2 separate regions of the Anser cygnoides genome follow, and region 2 is linked to region 1. Evidence: chromatin contacts called from public Hi-C data. All regions are on one chromosome and are shown on one strand. Each heading gives the region's core, a stretch centred on a gene start, on an enhancer-like site or on the middle of the called end of the contact. The rest is flanking DNA. Distances are from core to core; before and after follow the strand shown. Region 1 overlaps AK8 (adenylate kinase 8). Region 2 holds the start of CFAP77 (cilia and flagella associated protein 77).

Region 1 (2,700 bases), core at 114-2,613:
ATTGAGCTATGTTTTATTATACTGCAAAAACTTTTATTTATAAAATTCCTTATTGCCTGCATTAAGGACCGTTGAAATTTGTGTATGAGCATCTAGAAGCTGACGTTGTTAAAAAGAATCTGTATTTACTGCCTGTTGCTCAGTATTTGATTTTGGGCAATAAGCTGTAGTGACATCAGAAGCAATGGTTTTGTGGTGTGGTGGTTTTGTGATTTTTTTTTCTTTTGTTTAGTTTCCAAAAGTATTGCGCTTGGAGTGAAGAAAATGAGTCAGATTTGTAGTCTGTGTAAATAGGCATAGATTTATTGGCTTCCAACCTCTGATGCCATTTCTCCGTAGAAAAGGATGTGGGCCTATATATATGTTGTACAAACACAATATATTCAGAACTAGTGCTGAAGTTCCTAGCATACTGCTAAAAATATTGTGCAGCCTTGCCTCCTGCAAGTCCCAAGGGATAAATTGATTTCTTAGCACCTGCGTGACCTTAGACAGCAGTTCATTCTAATTCGACAGAGCAAACACTGGGAGTGGCAAAAATGGCTTGCAGTTTCTTAAGTCTCTTGTATTCTACAGATATCAGCAGGATGACATGTTCCCGAAACCAGGCTAATTAAAGAATTTTAAGTAGTCTACTCTATTTTCTTATATAATTGGAATGTCCCAATTTCCTCCCACAGAAGGCATGGAGATATGCAGAAATACTTCGAAAACCTTTGGACCCCATACTGACAGAGCTTCAGAAATATGTGGGAGATGATAATGATTGCTAGCTAATGCAATATTCAAGTATCTTATTTATTTCAGTACAAAGATAGTTTTGAGATTTATTGTAGCATCACAAAGTTATTAGGGGAATATTAGGTAGTGACAAGGACACGTGTAGTTAAGCAAATAACAGAAAAATTAGAGAAAGTTTAGAAGAGTCAGACTTGAGACTGGGAAGTGGATTAGATCTCAAATACTGCATCATGCAGAAACTGAGTGAGGCTGCAGCTCTTCTCCAGTATTTCACAGATCTGTAAATGTTTTTTTAAAGATGCTCAATCTAACACTTAGCTGGCTATAACAAGGACTTAAGGGAGCAAAAGGCTCTTTTTTCTTTTTCCTTTCTTTTGCTCTGTTGCTTCATTAGCTTTGGGAACGCTGGTTCCATTACTGTGAGTTTTCCTGTATAATTTAAGAAAATAATGAAAGCGTGCATATTTTCCTCAATGTTCTTGGCATTAAATCTGTCTTTAAAAAAGAGGCTAAACAAATTTATACACAGTGTGGGCTGGTATCCTTTTGAATATTTCAAAACTGTAGAAATTGTTTTGCATTGTTTTTATTCAAAAGAGAAGTTTCTTTTTTGAGATTGAAACATGAAAAAAAATCCTTGCTACAATACATAAATGCCCATTGCACTGTGGCAGTGGTGTTACTGCATGTCACTTCATAAAAATATCAGTGCTCCATGTTTTCTTTTTTCTATCGCAAGCACCCATAACAAATATTGTCACATTGTGAGACCAGAATGAGGCTTTTTTTGTGCAAATAGCACCAATATTTAGTGCTACGTTTTGTGTTTTCTCTTCCAGGACCGATAATATTTTCATGTTTTTGTTCAACAGGGTTGGATTTTGGAAGGCTTCCCTGAAAATCAGGAACAGGCGTGGATGCTGCAATCATCTGGCATCATTCCTAGGCATGTTGGTAAGCAGTGCAAGGTTTATGTGTGATCATGACCAGAAGGTAAAAGCCTGGAAGTGTTTTTCCCCAAACATCCTCAATAAATTCAATACCAATATTGAAGACAGAGTCAAGAGACAACAGAATATTTCTGTATGGTTCAGATTCACTGAAAACCTTGAGTTAACCTGAAAGACTTTAAATCCTGTCTTTTATGCTTAAACTCTTGGTCTTCCTACACAATAGAGTTCTGTACATTCAGGATAACTCCAGCAAGTACCTCCAAGCAGCTGTATGTAGCTTTGTTTCTGTACTAGGTGTGGGTCCAAATTTTCTATGACTTCAATCTCTAGATCTCTATATCAATCTCTAAATCTCTTTAGTGATTCTCAGACCAAAACAATTTCCTCATCCCCTAAATACAAATCATTCGTTTGTTGAATTAGAGAATACAAACTTAGGAAACTTAGCCAAGTGGAGCAGAAACACCATAATTTTAAACTTGACCTTTTAGTATGGATGGATTATAACTTGATTTGTGAGGAACATTTCTTTACTGGCAAAGTGCTGGTAGACAAGACCTTGACAGCTGCCCTTGCCACCTAGAACAGCCAGTTGTCCTAAATTAATATAGAGAACCTACTTAGAATGTAAGAAATGATGACAATTGTGTGGAATACAGGGTGAAGTGAGAAATGTAGAGCTTGCCAGTGGGTAGTGAACTTGCCAGAATGTTAGCGAACTTGATGAATTGTCACTTTGGATTTGATTTGGATGAGATTTGACTGTTAATGAAGAATTCAGAATCACTGCAATAGAGCTAGGCAAAAATGTTTAATGTCTAGTACTTGCATGTATTTTTAATATAGCTAATAACATTTGAAGTCAAGTTTTGCTCACAATTATATCTGTGCAACCAAGACCTGAATGAAAATCTTAAAGCTCAGTCTGTCTAGTTAATCAAAAAGAAGATTGAGAGGAGATGAGATTTACGGTGTATGAGTACCTTAATAGGGAGAAAAGCGTCTG
Region 2 (2,700 bases), core at 130-2,629, 190 kb after region 1:
CCCCACGGGCATCACCGCACGCACAAAACGAGTTCGGCTGCCCTGCTCACACCTGGGTCTGGCACATCCTTCTGGGGCAGGTAGCTAGGCGAGGAAATTTCACTTCAACCAAAGTTAAAGTCACTCCCAGTCAAATGTACGGGATCCAGAGAGAAGAAACGATGCAGAAGCTTTGGATTGAAAATGATGCTTCGAGTTATAGCACAGAACCTACTTGTTTTCTTTGCCTTCCTAACCACTTCCAAATTAAGTTTTTAAGTTTCATGAGGAAGAGCAGACAGTGAGCGTTGCAGGACTCCTGTTCTCCGTGCTATTCCACAATTTTACGGCTGCCTTCCAGGCCTGACGGTACGGGGGGTGGGGTGGGATAACGAAGGGAGCTCAAGACCTTCAAAACCTTCCCTGCCACAGCGCAGGCTGGGCAGCAGCAGCCTAAATGTCACCGCTGTCCGACTGGGGGGGGGGTAAGAACCCCCCCAAACCCCCCCACGCCAGGCGTTTTTGACCAGCAGCGGCTGCCCTCCCAAGGAGAAGAGGCAAAGCGCAGCTCGGTGCTGGCCCCGCAGAGGCTCGGCAGCTGCCGGGACCCCCTTGGACCCCCCCCCCCGGAGCCCCTCAGCCCTCAGAGCACGGCCCCAGCCCGGCGGGGGGGGGGGGGGCAGCAGCGCGGGGCCGGTGCCGCCGGGAGCGGCCGAAGCCTTTCGGCTGGTGCCACCCAGGGGCCGGGAGCTGTGCTGCAGCCGGCTGGGACCGGGGGAGGCGGCTCCGGGCTGGGGGCTGCGCTCCGCGGGGCTGGGACCGGGGCTGGGACCGGGGCGGGGCGGGGGGGAGCCGGGACCGGGACCAGGGCAGGGGGGAGCCGGGATCGGGACCGGGATGAGGGCGCGGGGCGGGATCAGGACCGGGACCGGGGGGGTACCAGGGCAGGGAGGAGGTCGGGGCAGGGACCGGGACCGGGACCAGGACTAGGGCGGGGGGGGGGATCAGGACTGCGACCGGGGTGTACCGGTGCAGAGCAGGAGATCGGGACCGGGACCGGGATCAGGGCGGGGGGCGGGATCAGGACCGGGACCGGGGGGCTACCAGGGCAGGGAGGAGATCGGGGCAGGGACCGGGACCGGGTGAGGGGTCCGGGGGAGGACTGGGACCGGAGGGATCTCGGTCCCGGGGCTCACCTTGAGGATGAGGGGGTTGCGCAGCATGCTGTCCCGGGCCACCCCCAGCCTCTCGTTCTCGCTGCCCGCCTCCACCTCAGCCAAGCACAGCGGCCGCCGCGGGGGCCCCCCCCGCCGCCTCCCGCCATCCCGGATAACGAATTCCGCTGCCGTTCCCGGACAACCAGACGCTCGCGGACCGAGGGCGCGTCCAAAGGCAAAAAAAAAAAAAAAGGGGGAAAACAATAATAATAATAATAATAATAATGAAGAGGCCGCCACCCGCCCTGCGGGCACCGGAGAGGGGCGGGGGGGGGGAGAACGGAGCGGCGGCGGCCCCGTCTCCTAGCAACCGCCGCGGTCCGCGCCGGGCCGGCTCCGGCCGGGAACGCTTCCGCCGCTGGGCGGGAACGGGAACGAAGCGGGCGGGGAGCGGGGGCCGGGGGGGGCGCCGCTGAGGGGAGGACGCGGTGGGTCCGCGTGGGGCGCCGTGGCCCGGTGCGCGGCGCTGAGGGGCCTCGGGGGCCTTCAGGGTACTTAAGGGGCTCCGAGGGGCTTTAGGGGGCTTTTAGGGGGTCTTCAGGGGGTCTCGAGGTTGTTCTCGGGGGGGCCTTCCCCGCCCCGCTGCCCCCCCCCCCCCGGGAGGCTGAGGGCGGCGGCGGGGCCGCAGCGGGGCGGGACGAGGCCCCGGTAAGGCCCCGCTGAGGAGGGAACGTGGCGGGGGGGGGGGGGGGGGGGCCGTGCTGGGGCCGGCGGAGGCTTTTTGGGGTGTCTGTGCGTGCTGCCGCCGAGAAACGTGCTAAAATGTTCCCGCCCGCGCTGAGTAACCGTAATTTTCAGGGGTGATTCCCGTTAAAGGGTCGGTGCGAGCTCGGCGTGGAGCTGCTGGAGCACAGGCAGAGCCAGCGCTGAGTCACAGCGTGCTCAGAAGCTTCTGCCAAGGGAGCTTGGTTGTAGCACCGATGGGTTTGATGCTTTATTTTTTTTAATTTGTCGCTATTTCAATGCTGGAAGAAGTGTTGAATACTGCAGCCTATTACTGTGCGAGTTATTCCAGCTCAACTAAATGCTAATAGTTATTGAAGTGTGTCTTTGTTGTTACAGGAAGGTGGTTTTAAGGCTGAATACAGCTGTGATGCACATCTGTTTGTTGAAGAAGGCATTGTTCTGGTCTAGTCACTTTGCACAATTTGCTGTGCTGAAAAGCAAGTATCTTTCTTATATGTTTTTAAGTTAATACTGAATTGTTCTACAGTAGTTTTCTAGTAACTTTTTTTTTACTGTGTAATAGTATATAAAGGTATGCATATTATGGTGTTTGAGTAAACTCCTATTTTATTTAAGATAAGAAAAAATATGACAGAAGAAGCAAGTGCAGAGGATTTTCAAGTTGGGGAGTCTCTCAGGAAGAAAAAGAAAAAACGCAAAGAACGCGATACGAGACAGGAAGATGATGAAAACGAAACTGTACAAGATGCAGAGCTTTTTGAAGATGAAGCAGCACAGAGCAGTGAAGTCTATAAAAAGAAAAAGAAGAAGAAGAAGA

The links. Hi-C and Micro-C count contacts between places; a contact is called where the count stands out from the background.
Region 2: a contact with region 1 is called in a Hi-C map of liver, with 2.3 times the contacts expected there. The contact joins the promoter of CFAP77 here to the enhancer-like site in region 1. A contact is called at or near these places in 3 of 7 Hi-C or Micro-C datasets (granulosa cells and liver).

The regions. Positions count from the first base shown.
Region 1 is chr20:4,729,993-4,732,692 of Taihu_goose_T2T_genome, forward strand. It overlaps AK8 (adenylate kinase 8), which reads left to right. Exons shown (of 13, transcript XM_013193946.3): 6 at 1,614-1,695. Among named protein-coding and RNA genes, the nearest start is that of SPACA9, 19 kb to the left of the region's middle. Within about 2 kb of position 1,364, at least 1 of the 3 cell types and tissues checked has open chromatin away from gene starts, as enhancers often do. A contact at or near this core is called in liver, where this site is marked.
Region 2 is chr20:4,923,206-4,925,905 of Taihu_goose_T2T_genome, forward strand. It overlaps CFAP77 (cilia and flagella associated protein 77), which reads right to left and starts at 1,380. Exons shown (of 6, transcript XM_048054326.2): 1 at 1,176-1,380. The coding sequence starts at 1,202. It overlaps TTF1 (transcription termination factor 1), which reads left to right and starts at 1,581. Exons shown (of 12, transcript XM_066980885.1): 1 at 1,581-1,687; 2 at 2,259-2,359; 3 at 2,499-2,700. The coding sequence starts at 2,511.